2 separate regions of the Gossypium raimondii genome follow, and region 2 is linked to region 1. A link is a contact called in public Hi-C data. All regions are on one chromosome and are shown on one strand. Each heading gives the region's core, a stretch centred on a gene start, on an enhancer-like site or on the middle of the called end of the contact. The rest is flanking DNA. Distances are from core to core; before and after follow the strand shown.

Region 1 (7,904 bases), core at 2,366-4,865:
ATTAATCGAAGTTAAAACATCATCCAAAGCAAACCCCAGTCGTATTAAGTTAGCTAATGGTTGGGCTACACAAATTCAAGTTATTTTCGTATCATTAATATCCCAAAATATTAGTTTAGAATAGAAGAATTGAAACAAAATGTGAGGAAGAAATCTGGGTTTCCAAACTCCGATCCCCCCAACTCAGCGTCTTGTTACTCGCCTTCACCAAAGTTCACAGTCAGCTCAACTTGCCCTTCTTGCCACCATGAGACCTCTGTCCAAGCTTAGAAAAATAGCCGTATTTTTCTCTCTCTCTTTTTCTCCCCTTTTTTATTGCCTTTTATACTTGGGTTTTCTTCTAGAGTAAAATCCATCAGCCAATAATTGTTTTTTTCCCTAATTTTGAGGTGAATATTCTCCATTACATGTGCATGTGGGGGACCAAATGCTGAGTGCTCTTATTGCTGACCAGGTGTTTGTCGTTTTCTTCGCCAACATTGCCATGAAAACCTTTTATAATGCCTCGGCAAACCTCTATCCTCTGTTATCTTTCTCCCTTCTCCCTTAAACCTACCATTCAGCCACAACAAGATATTTCCACAAGCAATTAAAAGTAAAGATGCAATAAAGTAATCACCATCTCAAGTTCTTAGATGCACTGCTTGATTAACTAGAAATGATAATGCAATTACCTAAAATGAAGCTAATTTTACTTAAGTACAAGTAATTAATTAAGTCTAAAAGTATAAATTCGAACTCTTTTCAAGAGTTATCACACACATGGTCATAGTTTGTTACACAATTGTGTGCCTCCTCACGCATGGCTTAGGTCCTTACACATGGTTAGTCAACATGACCATGCCTATGGCTTCACACGACTTTGGGCTATCACATGGCCTGGTCACATGACCGTGTGACCCCTATTTAGCATTTTTACCCCACTTTTCTCAAATGTTTCAATTAAGACCTTACTTTATTTTAATTTTTTTATAGCTTTAATATGTTCGATTTAACACCGTTAGGATATGAATGGTATGATTTTAATTGTGTTTAATATAATTAATAATTGTATAGGAATATTTTGATCTGATATAGCATGATTCTATTCTGTTTTGTATAGTAGCATATTATAACCCTAATCCGGCGACAGAGATATGTAAGGTGTGTTACAGTGCTCGTCCAATAACTTTGTCATAAGTGTATTCCCCTCATAGGATATCCTTAATCTCTTTGGGATAAATTCATTCTCCCAATATGATCCTATTTTATCTCATGGTAACCATTACATCTTCCTTCATGAAAAGTCAATTACTATAAAATAGTAATCAAGTCATTCATCACAAAGACGAACGACCCACGGCTACGTTTACTTTTCCTCAACCATGTAATGCTAATGGGTGGATATCATTTGAACTATGAATTCCACTATTGTGAATGATTCTACATACTGTAAAAGTCGTATACCCAACGCACCAAATTTTGGTTCCTTATCTATTTAAACTCAGACTTTTACTTATATCAAAGTATACGAGTCATGCATACATAGTTTGTCATCCACTCAGGATTAAGGTATGCCACACTTTGAACATTAGAAGGGAATAAATCCATAAAAGAATTCAGGATCTATTCTTCTTGGTCCAGTCCGATGTACTATCAGTCCAGTCGGTTACATCTATGTCTCTATTTTCTAGGATTCATCTGTTCTGATGCCAAAGGCAAGGCATCTCCCCAATTGGACTTGATAGACGACATATTAGTCTTTCAATCAGTTTGCTCACTTCTAATTAGACTAAGGACATGTTTAGGTCCGTATACTAATATAAGTTGTCTTTATGTAATACGATCCAACTACATAATATCGTTTAGTATTAGTTTAAAAATTAGACAACATGTAAGCCAATATCTGCTTCTATTTTTCTTTGCATGCAAAAAGCACATGAGGATAATTATACAAAGTATATTAATGTAATCCATTAATTATTTTATTAACCAATCTATTCGACAAAATTATAAGTTTACAAACGAATATACTACACTTAGGACACCAGATCCAACATTAACACCTACAAATTTGTTCTAATTTGTTTTAACATGATTTTAAAGTTTTAAATTTGATTTTATCTATTTTTATGTTTTTATAAAAATGTTTAAAATTTTAATTTCTTAATTAAAATAGGATTTTTGTCATGGAAACGTTTCGATAGCACTTCTCTTTCATACCGTATGTTGGGAGGGGTGAAGGGTGTTACATTTAGTTTATTCCTGGCTATCAACCAACATGATTTTCTCTGTTTATCTTGAACCTTTGGTTTTTTTAGAGAGTGAACTTTAATTCACGAACTGAACATACAATGAAAACTTTAGCTTTCAAGTGGGGAAAGTTAATTCCCTATATGGGTTAGAAACTAACTCGAGTTGTAACACCCCTCACCTGTCCTGATGACTAGTACGAATGGGAGAAGCCACGAGAACATATACAAGAAAGAAACCTTGGATTCATTTAGGAGTCATGACTTATAAAACATTTTTACAAATTATTTATTCAAGTTTTAGATGTTTAAGAGGCTTTAGAAAAAATTTAAAATCATTTACAAATGGTTAGAAATTGATCGAAGGTGTTTGGATCTCAAAATGGGCTCAAAATGCCAAAAGGGCTCAGAACAGTGCAATACCTCTACCCTTGGAGCCAAACATTGACTTGAAAATCACTTGTTTTGATACCCAAAGGCTTATTACCAAAACTTGAATTTAGAGGAATCAAAACATCAAAAACAATTACCAAAAACACCTCTAAACATAGTAACATAAAACATGCTTTGGCGATACTTCAAAGACATCATGAAAAGCAAATTTGATATCAATCTAAGCATTGGTTAAATGGAAATTTGGCTTCATGAATGCCAACTTACTTGGAGCTTCAACTTAATAAGCTCAAACATAACCACCAGAGCTTCTAACATATCAATTCAATATTAGGCTACTCAAGATATCAAATGGCCATTGAAACTAGCATGATCATATATATCGATTGTAATATTGTAACATTGTAATATTCAATTACCATTTCTCAAGTTGATCAAAATTGTCAAATTCATGCATTTTATAACCATAAATTCTTTTCATTAATCATTTCTAGTTCTTTTCACCCAATGTAGCCTTAGTGAATTATATATGCTCTCTCTTTTATGTGACAATATTATTTATGAATTTGTTTTATGATTTTAAGAAAATGATTTTACTGTTCACATTATAATATTGTACATGTAAATTAAAAATAAGACATTTTAATGATTATGACTTTTATTTTTAAAAAACCTTGCAATCAAACTATACAAAACAATTTTTTAAATATTTTAAATAATTAACCTAATATATTTTAATTCATACCCAATTAATTTATGTTTCACATATGATCAATAAGATTATTTAAAAGCAATTGAACCTTGACCAATAAATTCGAGGCATGCTAATTGAAAGAGTACATGGACCATCCAAAATAGGCAAAGGTCGCACCGAAGTCCAAACACCGGGCCCCATCCAAATCACAATAACGGCGTCAGAAATTCAGAGGGGCAGCAGCGAGCAACCGTTTATACTTATTTTAAACCAAATTTTCAATTACATCCCTCACATCACGCATAAAAATTCCCTGGTTATTCTGTTTAAAGTCCGTTAGTTTGTCACCGCCCTTTTATCGCAGGTAGGGCAAATCCCCAATTCCCTCTCTCTTGTTTCGAATCTTCACACCGAAACAGTCATATCTCCCTCTATTGCCGCCGCCTCAATGTCTCAGGTATTATGCCCTTCCAATTCTCTGAATTTCCCCTCTTATAGATTCGAGCATCCAACTTAATAGATCTAATGATAGATTTGTCTTGAAAATCAACTCCCCTTTGTCAAACTAGGATTCTCTTTTCTTTCGGTTTTTTTTTGTGCTTTTCTGTCGCTGCTCAATTCTCCAATTTATTATCGAAAAGTGGAAATGAATTTCGTAATTATTGCTTAGTATCGATTTATGCACATATTTACGGTGATTAACCTTTTTTCTTGGGGGTGGCAATTGGTTCAGGTTGATAATAGAAACTCTTCTGCAGCGAAGCGAGCTAGAACCGATGGTATGCCGCTTAATTTTATTTTTATTTCATTCTGTGTACTTTTTAACATGTTTAATTTTGGCAATTTTGAATTTTTATGGTTAAATTTGTAGGCAGTCGTAGGGAAGATGATTGGACATGCCCTAGTTGCGGGAATGTCAATTTTTCATTTAGAACTACTTGCAATATGCGCAATTGCACTCAACCCAGGCCAGCTGTTCATAATTCAGTAAGTCTTCATATTTATTAGCCAATGGCGTTCAAAATATTCCTGAGTTTTTGAATATTGTTGAAATTTTAATTGCTTTAGTTTTGGCTCGTAGGTTTCGATTTTCTGTTCAGATTGGAGTTGTTTTTTAACAGAATTAGTAATAGAAGAGCGGATTCTTCAAAATATGTGGCTTAGCAAGTTATTTTTAATGAAGTTAATACCTGGTTCTGTGCTGAAAGACCAGAGTATATTATGTGATACCCAATGCTTGTTTCGTTCTAGTCTGTTTATGTCCTATTTTTTTATGACTCTGTTTATCATAAAATCGTAAATCTTTTCTACTGTTTGTTTCTCTCTTTAGAAACTGACCCTTTGCATTTTCTTTCTCCCATTATTTATTTTTAAAGCTTGAGTTGGTAATTTTTCCCTTTCAGAAATCTACAGGCAAGCCTCTCCAGGCGCCACAGAGTTATTTGTCATCTGCTCCATATGTAGGTTCTGGAGCACCATCTTCTATGTATCTCGGTGTACCACCTTATGGTTCTTCCCTCTTCAATGGTTCCTCTATTCCTCCATATGAAGCACCTTTTTCTGGAGGATCGGCTTATCATTACAATTATGGCAGTCGTCTTTCTGGTGGCAGTCCCTTTCGGCCGCTCCATATGCCTTCTGGACCACCCCCTTATTCTAGTGGGCCTATGATAGGGAATGGTATTGGTAATCTGCCTTCCCGTTTATAATTGCTATTACTTTTCCTGTTTATTCACTCTTGCAAGTTAAATTGTTGACCAAGAAAACCCGTTGATATTTCTTGTCTGCAACCCAACTACCCATTTACATATATGATTGACCTTAAGCATGATATTAATATCATATTAGTTAGTAAGTTATGGGCTTTTTTTTCTTTTTTACTTAGGTGGGATGTATGGTGTGCCCCCTTTGATGGACCGGTATGGCTTGGGGTTGCCCATGGCCCCTCCTCCAATGGTATGTTGAGATGTTTAATGCTAATTTGAGATCATTCTTTGTTAGGTTTTTGAAACTAAGATTGCAAGCTTAATATTTTGTATCATTTCTCCATCATGTAGTTGCACATTTTCTAGGTTTGGGTTTGTGTACTGGATTTATTCAATGCTTGGCAGTTATCAATTTGTATTAAGCATGCATCCCTCATTCAGCAAAGGCACGGATTTCTCCCTTATAGGAATACTGTGGATTGGTTCTTAAATTTGACTATTCTCTTTTGACCATCTAATATTTTATAAGTTGTAGTGGAACTAGAGTGTCTTATGCATGAGTCACAGTTTATGATATAATTACATTTTCAAACTACAGGGACCAAGGCCAGGATTTTTTCCGGATGATAAATTACAGAAAAAAGGTACAGGCATGACATATCTCTACTGTTGTTTTTCAAAGAAGCCATTATCTTGTGCATTACAGAAAATTTTTTGCAATAATTTAATTATTTTCTCTTTGAATCTTTGTCAGATGCTACTCGTGATGATGATTGGACATGCCCAAAATGTGGGAATATTAACTTCTCTTTCAGAACTGTCTGTAACATGCGGAAATGCAATACGCCTAAGCCCGGATCTCAGGTTCTTGTAAACTTACATATTTAATAATGATGCAATGTAGCTGTTCTTTTGACACTTAATTTGCCTTTGGTACTTCGAAAACTGTAAAGTATATGAAATACTGCATTCCTTTTCTTTGGTTATGAACTATTTCTTGACTTATAACAAATTTTTCTTGTAAATGCAGACTCCAAAATCTGATAAAAGTTCAAGTAAGTGCTTTTAAATTTGCAAACATCATAATGTCATTTCTGAAATTTGATGGATATGTATTTCATGCTTTTCAGAACAAAAGATGCCAGAAGGAAGCTGGAAGTGTGAGAAATGTAGCAATATTAACTATCCTTTTAGGACAAAGTGCAACAGACAAAATTGTGGGGCTGAGAAACCAGCTGAATCAAAGAAGTCGCCCTCCCCAACAGTGAATGAAAATGATCAGGTTTGTGATCTGATGCAGTTTCTTTGTCATGTAGTTTGTTACTTGAAGTTAGTGTTTTTGCTGCCCACATTTGTACACGTTGCGAATTCAGTTAGCGTTCTATACTTCAAACTATTCCTAGTTAAAGAATTATATGGGTTATCTGATTGTGTTTTAAAATGTCGTTATTACTATATTTTCCTACAATTCTATGGTGAAGACATTGTTGAATTTTACGGTTTTACTGAAGTTTTTTTGTCTTTCTTTCCATTGATTTGCAATTGTCTACTGTTCCAGTGAGTACTAGGACATGTTTGAGGGTTGAGAAGGTCCAGAGTTATCCAGCATTGCTCAATCTGGGTGTCTGAAAGTCAGTCTTGTCGTCCTCATTTTGCAGCGGTTGTCAAGTTACTCTTCCTTCTCATTGATCAGTGTCCAGTTTTTGTATTAATGCTATGGTACTTCTGGTCTTTATGGATCGTTGGTGCATTATGTGTCAACCATCTTAATCCAGAAAATATTTACAGGTTGGTTCTGGTTTCGGTGAGGTTGATTTTGTAATTTGGAATCAACTTAGCTATTCTAGTGAGCATGTTACTGTGAACTTAGATATATTGCTAGTGGGTAAAAGACACTGCAAGTTTCACATTTCTAGTTTTCATTCAGTTTCCTTTTTTGTCTGTGTTGGGGTTGTCATTTTGTCTAGCCAAAGCTTCTATTAGAAGCATAAGAAGTTCACAGCTTCTAATATTTAATTAGATCTATCGTCAGGTATTACTGGGGGTAGGAAATTTATAACTGTTTTCGTACTCGACTATAGGAGGTAGCGGCCAATTTTTGTATCATGTGTTTTGCTCATGGCATGGTATAAACACAGGTCCGGTGTTGTGATTTTTAAAGTTCTTTTTCCTGGATCTTTCAGAAACATCATACAATTGCGCTGTAATAGGTTGAACTTAGTCCCCTGTTTTGCGCATTATAATTGTATTATCGGTGTTAAGATACAATGGTCGACTGAGCTGTGTGCAGTATGCATTGGAGGGTGGTGGTATTTGATTTGAGAAGTCACTGGCGTCTTGTCAGTGTTGGATGTTGCATCAATTCCAGTCTTTATGTTATCAACGTTTGTGGTAGCCATGTATGTAATTTTGGTCATTCGAGATTGAAGTTGTTGTCAGGAAAGTCTAGTGAGATGAGACTGGATAGTGAGCACAACATCAAGTTACAGTGGCGCGAGGAAATGAGAGTATCTGGTCGTGACATTGATATGGTTTTGTTCGAGGACCACCCTTTTGATAGTTTTTAGCATGTTATATTTAAGTCTCATGGTCCTAGAAAGAAGCCATAAATCCCGATAGAAGAATTATGAATCCGACATAAAAGCACCTTGTTCAATAATATCTTTCCTGGTGTAAGTTATGACACTAAGCTCGTGTAAAGTAAAATTATAACTTAGAAATATGATTCTTTCCACGCTTGAACTGCAACTGGTAAGAAGAGGGCAAGAGGCATAATGGGTTCGGAATCTTGCAAGATGCTTATTTGTAAAAAAAATCTGTTTCTTCAACGGCTGTACGTATTCCAGTATCTCTAACGGCTGTTTTTTTTTTTTTTTTTTT
Region 2 (7,904 bases), core at 3,974-6,473, 130 kb before region 1:
TCCCCAAATATACAACTCTTTTGCTTGCTCTATTTCTTTCATTTGAAAATAAACCCATCCAGATTCAATTTCATATATTATTCAACCTCTAATTCATTTTCCTCCATTTATGGTGATTTTTCAAAGTTTCCCAACTGTTATTATTCAAAACAGTTTTGTATTTAAATTGTTCTTTTGTATTTTTGATATTTCCTCCCATCTTACATATGGGTTGATTAAGTATCAAACCCAATATTCCTCCCATAAACTTGTCCACCATATATAAATTTTCACCTTTCCAATTTTCTCGTTGAACACTCGGAATGTTATCCGTTATCGGTGGATTCAGCACTTAACAACCACCAATGAGTCGGGGAATCAGCACTTAGCAACCCCTTTCACATTTAAGATACGGTGGGATCAGCACTTAGCAACCACCAATGATTAGGGGAATCAACACTTAGCAACCCCCTTCACATTTAAGATACGGTGGAATCAGCACTTAGCAACCACCAATGAGTCAGGGAATCAGCACTTAGCAGCCCCTTTCACATTTAAGATACGGTGGAATCAGCACTTAGCAACCACCAATGAATCGGGGAATCAGCACTTAGCAACCCCTTGGGGGAATCAGCACTTAGCAACCCCCTTTATATTCAATGTAATCTGGCCTATTCCGAGTGTTCAACCGGAAACCGTGTTTTTCAACACTTTACCACCTTTCCCAACTTAACCACACTTTTAGAATCTTTGCCAAATATTTATTCTATGTTCAAATAAATCTCAACATATATCAAATAATACCAAAAATATGCATTATTTCACATGTTTACTTACCTCGGTGCAAAATATTGTAATTTTGCAATTTACTCCACTATCTTCTCTTTTCCCCGTTTGAGGTAGTCTTCTCGTCTTTCTTGATCTATAATAGCAAATTTAACTCATTTAATGTTAAAATTTAATAAAATAGTCCTCCACCCAACTTTTTGAAAAATTAAAATTTTGCCTCCAAACTTTTGAATATTTACACTTTTGTCCCTAAGCTCAGAAATCAAAATTTCATCTCTTATTCTTATGTTTTACAATATGCTGAACACTTTTCCCTTCTATGGAAACATCAAATTCTCACTCTAACACATACTTTTGAACATTAACTATTTTTACCGATTATGTCAATTTACCCGTTTTCGTTTAAAATCGCTTAGCAAAAGTTGTTTAACATAATTTCTAGCTTCATATTACACCATAAAACAGCAAAATAAACACTTTTCACCTATGGGTATTTTTGAAAATATAAACCCTAAGTTAAATTATTGATAGAATAAGCTAAATTAAGCTACCGGGACTCCGAAAACGTAAAGAACATTAAAAACGGGGCTTGGAATTACTTACTATTGAGCTTGGAAGCTTAAAAACCCTAACTATGGCTTTCCCCTTGCTGATTTCGTTCACCATGGAGAAGATGAACACATTTTGCCATCTTTTTCCCTTTTTAATTCTTTTTATTACTAAATGACTAAAGTGCCCCCATTTAAAAAAAATCTATTTCACCCATTTCTTATGTCTATTTTTGTCCATCAATTAACTAATGGTCTAATTACCATATAAGGACCACCAATTTATAATTTCATAACAATTAGACACTTCTAACATGTAGAACTCAACTTTTGCACTTTTTACAATTTAGTCCTTTTGACTAAATTGAGTTCCCAAACGTTGAAATTTTTGAACGAAAATTTTTCAAATTTTTTCCGTGAAATTGTAGATCATAAAAATATAATAATAATATTTTCCCTTGTCGAATTTGTTGTCCCGAAACCACGGTTCCGATTAGGCCCAAAATCAGGTTGTTACACTCTAAAGCTTCAGAAACTTTTGTTTAGAACTCTTCTCCATTAATTTTGACTAGTTTAAGTTTGATTAAGTATTATAAGAACTTAACAAGTTACCAAGTCTTGCATTTTCGTTAAGTTTTAATTACTCTTCACAATTTTAGTTAAATTTAATAAAGTGTGTAATTTGAGTCTTTTATTGTCCTTAGGGGTTGAATGAGGCCTAAGGTCGAGCTAATATACTTTGTGAGCATGCAGGAGACCATTAGAAGGTGTGTTAAACTCGATACTGGTTGATGTGTTGTAACACTGAGCACTAGATGTCGCAACATAGGGCGCAGAATAGAATAATTTTAAGACTACCTTTATTGTCGCGACACAGCCTGATGATGTCGTGACACACACCTGAAGAAACCATGAAGATGGAGCATACTGCCCTCGATGTCACGACACATGACTTGGTATGTTGCGACATCACCTCTGTACGGGAAATAATTACGAGTCAGGGGCATTTCGGTCCACACAATTGAATATTAACATGAGGAGAACAACTGATCTAAGGTTAATGACGATGACCACTCTAAAGTATATAAATACGCTCATTTAACACATGTTATGAACAACTTTCATACTGTATAATTTTCTTCTTAGATTTAGTCTTTAGTTTTTCTCTGTTCTTAGACTATAGGTTTATTTCAGTTTTTGTTATTTGCTTTTGTGAAAGAAATTAGATTTGTGAAACATAATCAAACTTTGTGAGGATTCTGCACTCAATTCTAGTACAAATCAGGCTTCTTCTAAACTTTATACTCTTGAATTATTATTCATGTCTACTATTTCTATCAAGTTGATATTGTTTGTGAGATCCATAAGGAACTAATCCTCCTGTGAGGAATTAGCGAGTGGAGGTATGATTAATTAACTATTTTGTAGGGTTCTCTTAACGGATCAACTATTCAGGAAAAGAAGAACCTAAGCCTTAGGCCTGACAACCCTAAGAAGTCATTAAGGTGGGAATTAACCCAAATTTGGTATGGCCTATCCTTGAACACCTTAACCCTGAACCAGTTTGGACTCCAAGGTTGAGGGATAAGTAGTTCTTACCGACTCGTTATTTTAGTGGAAGATCGAAAGATACTGCCGGGATATCGACTAGTTGATTGAACAAGAAAACCTAAAGCAACAGTTGGTTAAGATTACTGAAGCAAGCTAATCACCCATTTTCAGATTTGATACATTCTATAATTTTATTTCTCGTGATTTGATTTGATTTATTATTATTATTATTATTATTATTATTATTAGTATAGATCACAAAAACCTTTCTTTTTATTCCATCGTAATATAATTCATTTAAAGTACTAATTAGATCTATTTATGCTTGGGTTAGAATTAATTTGGTACTCATCTCCCTTGGATATGATCCTTGGAGTACTCATCTACTCCATTATAACTATATTACAATTTGACCCGTATACTTGCAGATACTGCCTTTTCATATATTTTGTGGAGGATTTTTACTCTAGATGTTAGTACGTCCGAAGGTGGTTAGATATCGATGTATGAAAGTTTGATATAAATTTGTAAAATTATATATATGTTATATTCTTTTATTCTTGTAGTGCTTACTAAATCTTCACCTGCTTAACACATTTATTTTTAGTGTGTAAGTACAATTAAATTTGACATGTTTGATTGGAGTCGTTAGTTGCTCATTTCATCACATCCTCAAGCTCGGGAAAATAGGTATTATGTTTTGGTGTAGAAATGACATGTACATAGGTTTTTGAATATGTTGGGTCATGCTACAAACTTTGTAATTTTTGTAGGATTTAAATGAAATTTTAGTAAATTAATGTTGTATGGTAATGCATATGTGTTTGAGTGTCTTTTACACTGTAATTGGTGTTTTGGGCTGGGAAGAAATTGAAATTTGTTATGTAGGGACTAAGGTGTAAAATTTTAAAAATTGTAAAATTTCCTTCAATTTTGGCCCATACGGCCTTAGAGAGTTAGACGGGCTAGTCACACGGCAGTGTGAGTGTTGAAAATTGGTCAATTTTGGAGCCGCACGGGCTTAAAGACTTACACGACCATGTGGTAGACACAACCATGTGCCTTTTTTTTTTTTTTTTGCAAAAGTTCATATTTCACTTTAAAGCACTGTTTTAAATACTCAAATGTTTAAGGAACTTATCGGGCTCCTCACTAACATTGATAATGGTTAATTAATGAATTGGTAAGTTACAAATGGGTTCGAAATGAGTGTTTACTTGTTAGAGTTTGGTTGATTAATACTCTAATATTTAATGTAGCATTCCTATATTTGACCCGATAGTCGGGTTACAAGAGATGACAACTTTCCATCTTAATGCATCATTTCAAATACTATGATAAGAGAGAAAATAAGAGAGTTATGTATGTTAACTTAAAATTATGTATATTTCAAAAGTTTCAATTTCTTTCCTCTTATATTTCAACTCCACCAAGTAATAAATAGAATGAAAATTACTTTCTCTTTCAAAATTTTCATATTTCTTACCAAAAGTTGAGAAAGAACAATTATATTTTCTATTTTTCCACTCTCTCATTTTTCTCCTCTTTTCAATTTTCTTTCCCTCGCCTAAATTGGAAAACAATTAACATCAATTACATTCAAAGAAGAGATCAAATTGCTCCTAACTCAATTGACGAAAATAATTAACGCCATCTTCAAATGTTTTTATTTTCTCATTTTCGTGAAGTACATGCTTAAACTTCCTTGTTTAATTTGCGAGTAAATTATTCTTTGACCCTAGACCTCTTTGATATTTATTTTGGTTATTTTAATGTATAGTTGTTGTAGATTATAGTTTGTAAATAAATAGAAATGTTGTATAAAATTACATTCTAATATTAAATTCGATGTATATTAGTTTTAGGGTAATTGTATAAATTTAAATTAAATGATAAAAGTTCATTTCATTGCGGTTGATGATCTACTTGTGGACGCCTCCAAGGGAGGAGAAACAAGTGAGCTGGAAAACAGTCTTAAAATGACAAAAAAACAGAAGGTAAAGGAAACCAGATTTTTGGCTCGGGGATGCGATTAGAACAATTATTCCTTATGCTTTCTATTGTAAAATAATAATAATAATTCAGGGAAAAAGACTCATAACAAACCATCTTAAAGATAAAATAATATGTACAATGTTGTCTGTTCCTTCATTCCTTCACTTCATTGGTAGATACTAAAAGAGTTAGGCCTTTAGTCCAAATCAATGTTGTAATCAAAGGTGAATTATTAGAATAGGTTACATAGACCCGAGACTGTGTGCCAAACCCTATGCAATTATTATTAGGTAACCCCTTTGCTTTACAGTCATTAAATTTAAATAAATAAATCACACTCATAATTTAGATGGAAACTCCATTATTTCTTGTGGTTGGCTTTAGCTGTCCGCCAGTCTCAGTCAGCTTGAGTTTACGGGCGTAATTGAAGCAGTTGATTTTAAAATATTCTATATTGTGGAACATGGGTGTTGTCACTTGGCGGCGTCTTCTTATTGTTGCTAAACCTTGCAGTCTTTTAATATCGATTTCAGTCCTACCCTTGCACTGAAATTAATCTTACAAATTTCCCACACTGACATAAGGCTAAGCTCTCACATCTTTATCATATTGCCTATTTTTCTTTGTCTTCGTCTTCTTCTTTTTCTTCTTACTTGTTGCTTGCAGGATTTGCCTGCTTATGGTACAAGGACCATAGGCATCATCATGGAAAGGAACTTAGAAGAAAGCCTTGTTCTGCATGAAGAATCTAAGGTTTTTGCCTCCTTTTATTGGCTTTTTTACTCTCAGGTTGCTTTGATATTGGTTTTGATTCAGAAAAAGGAAATCTTATGTAAGGGTTTTAATTTGATTCTTTTTAGGATATGGCAGAAAGTGAATTTGATCCATCAATCTTGCTTTCAATGCCCAATTCACCAAGCCAAAATGGCAGACCAAGCAGCATGGTTATCAAGGCAAGTTCTTTTAATTAATCTGACCTTTTAAGAACATTATTTTGAAAAAGGAAAAAACAGATTTTCTTTTATTTGATATTTGAGTTTCTTTTAATTGTGCATCGGACTTTTAACAAGCAGAAAGCACAAAGTGTAATCCCTGCCCATTTGGTAGCTGAAGCAATCTCAACACTACAAGGCCTTGACTTGAGATGGTCTGGTCCCATAACACCCACTGAAATGCAATATGTAGAGCAATATGTCTTTGCAAAATATCCTCAATATTGCAATGGACTTGTGGAAGATGGACTAAAGATGATCGATGTCGACAGTCTATCCAACAGTGACGAGTCCTTTGAGACCGTTGTTACCGACAATAAGCAGAAATCACCAAGGATTGTAGGCAACAGGGAGTCCTTTTCATCTTCATCAACTTCTGGTATGGCAGATATTGACAATACTCAATTAGAGGCTTCAAGGCTTCTTGATATCCTCACTAGGAAAACTTCTTTCCTAGGGAACTTCGTTTCAATACCTGAAATTCAAGCTCAAAACAGGGCTTTGAAACATTGTGGGCTAAGTGAAGATGAGTATTTAGTGCTTTTCATGCCAAATTACAAGGATGCTATGATGTTGATTGGTGAAAGCTACCCCTTCTTTAAAGGGAACTATTATTTGACAATCATTGCTGAAGAATCAGACTACATAAGGGAATTCGCTAGCCAGAGAGAATCAAAGGTTATTTCAGCACCAGAAACATGGTTGGATTTGAGGATTAAAGGATCACAACTTAGCCAAAACTTCAGAAGAAAATGTAAACATAGTCCCAAAGGGCTTTTTGCCTATCCAGCTGATGTAAATGGGACGACTAGGCTTTCAATGCATTGGATCTCGGAGGCACATAGAAACTCATGGCACGTTCTCCTTGATGCGACCACGTTGGTTTTCAGCGAGGGCCAGCGGCTGCCACTCGCACTCCACCGACCGGACTTTGTGTTATGTACAGTTGATAACACCCACGCTCACCCTTCCAAGATTACCTGCCTGCTTGTTAGGAAAAGATCATTTGATACCACCTCTTCTTCTCCCTAGATTTGCATTTTCTTCAAGCCTTGTTTCAGTTCACATTGCGGTAAAGAATTATCTACGTTTCCAAAAATATATTAACCAATAGACTCGAGTCTCACTCCAATCTGAATTATTACTTAATTACTCAAAAATTTGACAAAATAATGTCATTCGTGGCATTTTGCTGGTGGGGACTTGGGAGCTATCCACATTAACAATATTTTACCATGTTTTGAACGGAAGTTAAAAGGCTACATTCTTTTTAACTTACTATTTAAGGTGCTGCTTAACAAAATGTGATATTAGTAAGGGAGTATTGGATTACAAAATATAATATTATTTAGTGTAAATAGCCGATCAACTACAAAAACAAAAAAAATATTCATTTTAGGTTAAAATAAAATTTACAATTTAAGCACCCATGTTACATAATTCGATCAATTTGGTTACTCCGTTAAAATCACAAATAACAAGTTGACGTGACAGTTAAAAAATCGATATAATAACAAATTTAGCCTCAAGTTTTACATCTAAAATCAATTTAGTCATAATTTTAAATAATTAACCTTCAAATTTTACAAATGGCCTCAATTAGATCCTAATTCTAAAAATCCAAAGAAATATATAAAAATACATAAATATTTTAAAATATAATAATAAATTTAAAATTTATATTAATATTAATATTTATGTTAATAGTAAATAAATTTGTGCTTTTAACGGAATGACCAAAATGATTGAATTATATAACGTTGGTGCTTAAATTGCAAACTTTTATTTTGGGTGCCTAAAATGAATTTTTTTTATAGTTAGGTAACTATCTGTATAGTTTTACCTTATTATTTATGATAATAAAATTATCATAATGTAAGATTATTTAACAAATTACCATGTTTGGTTAATTTGGTTGGAATATAAGATTTTGTTGTTTGGTTGCCAAAATGTAAGATTACCTAGAAGCTTATCATACTAAATTGTCCTTGTTATAGTTTATTTTTGTTAAAATATGTAATAAGTCTCTATACTTTTCGTAAATTTAGAA

Evidence for each region. A called contact is a pair of places that touch in the nucleus more often than the background predicts.
Region 2: a Hi-C map of leaf shows a contact between it and region 1, with 2.2 times the contacts expected there. The contact joins the promoter of LOC105794500 here to the promoter of LOC105794495 in region 1.

The regions. Positions count from the first base shown.
Region 1 is chr3:47,936,896-47,944,799 of ASM2569854v1, reverse strand. LOC105794495 (ranBP2-type zinc finger protein At1g67325) reads left to right here and starts at 3,615. Exons shown (of 10, transcript XM_012623685.2): 1 at 3,615-3,775; 2 at 4,052-4,097; 3 at 4,190-4,305; 4 at 4,722-4,998; 5 at 5,204-5,274; 6 at 5,623-5,668; 7 at 5,779-5,888; 8 at 6,055-6,079; 9 at 6,155-6,306; 10 at 6,583-6,933. The coding sequence starts at 3,767. The coding sequence ends at 6,585.
Region 2 is chr3:48,068,200-48,076,103 of ASM2569854v1, reverse strand. It overlaps LOC105794500, which reads left to right and starts at 5,223. Exons shown (of 3, transcript XM_052628438.1): 1 at 5,223-5,615; 2 at 5,723-5,819; 3 at 5,940-6,967. The coding sequence starts at 5,568. The coding sequence ends at 6,886.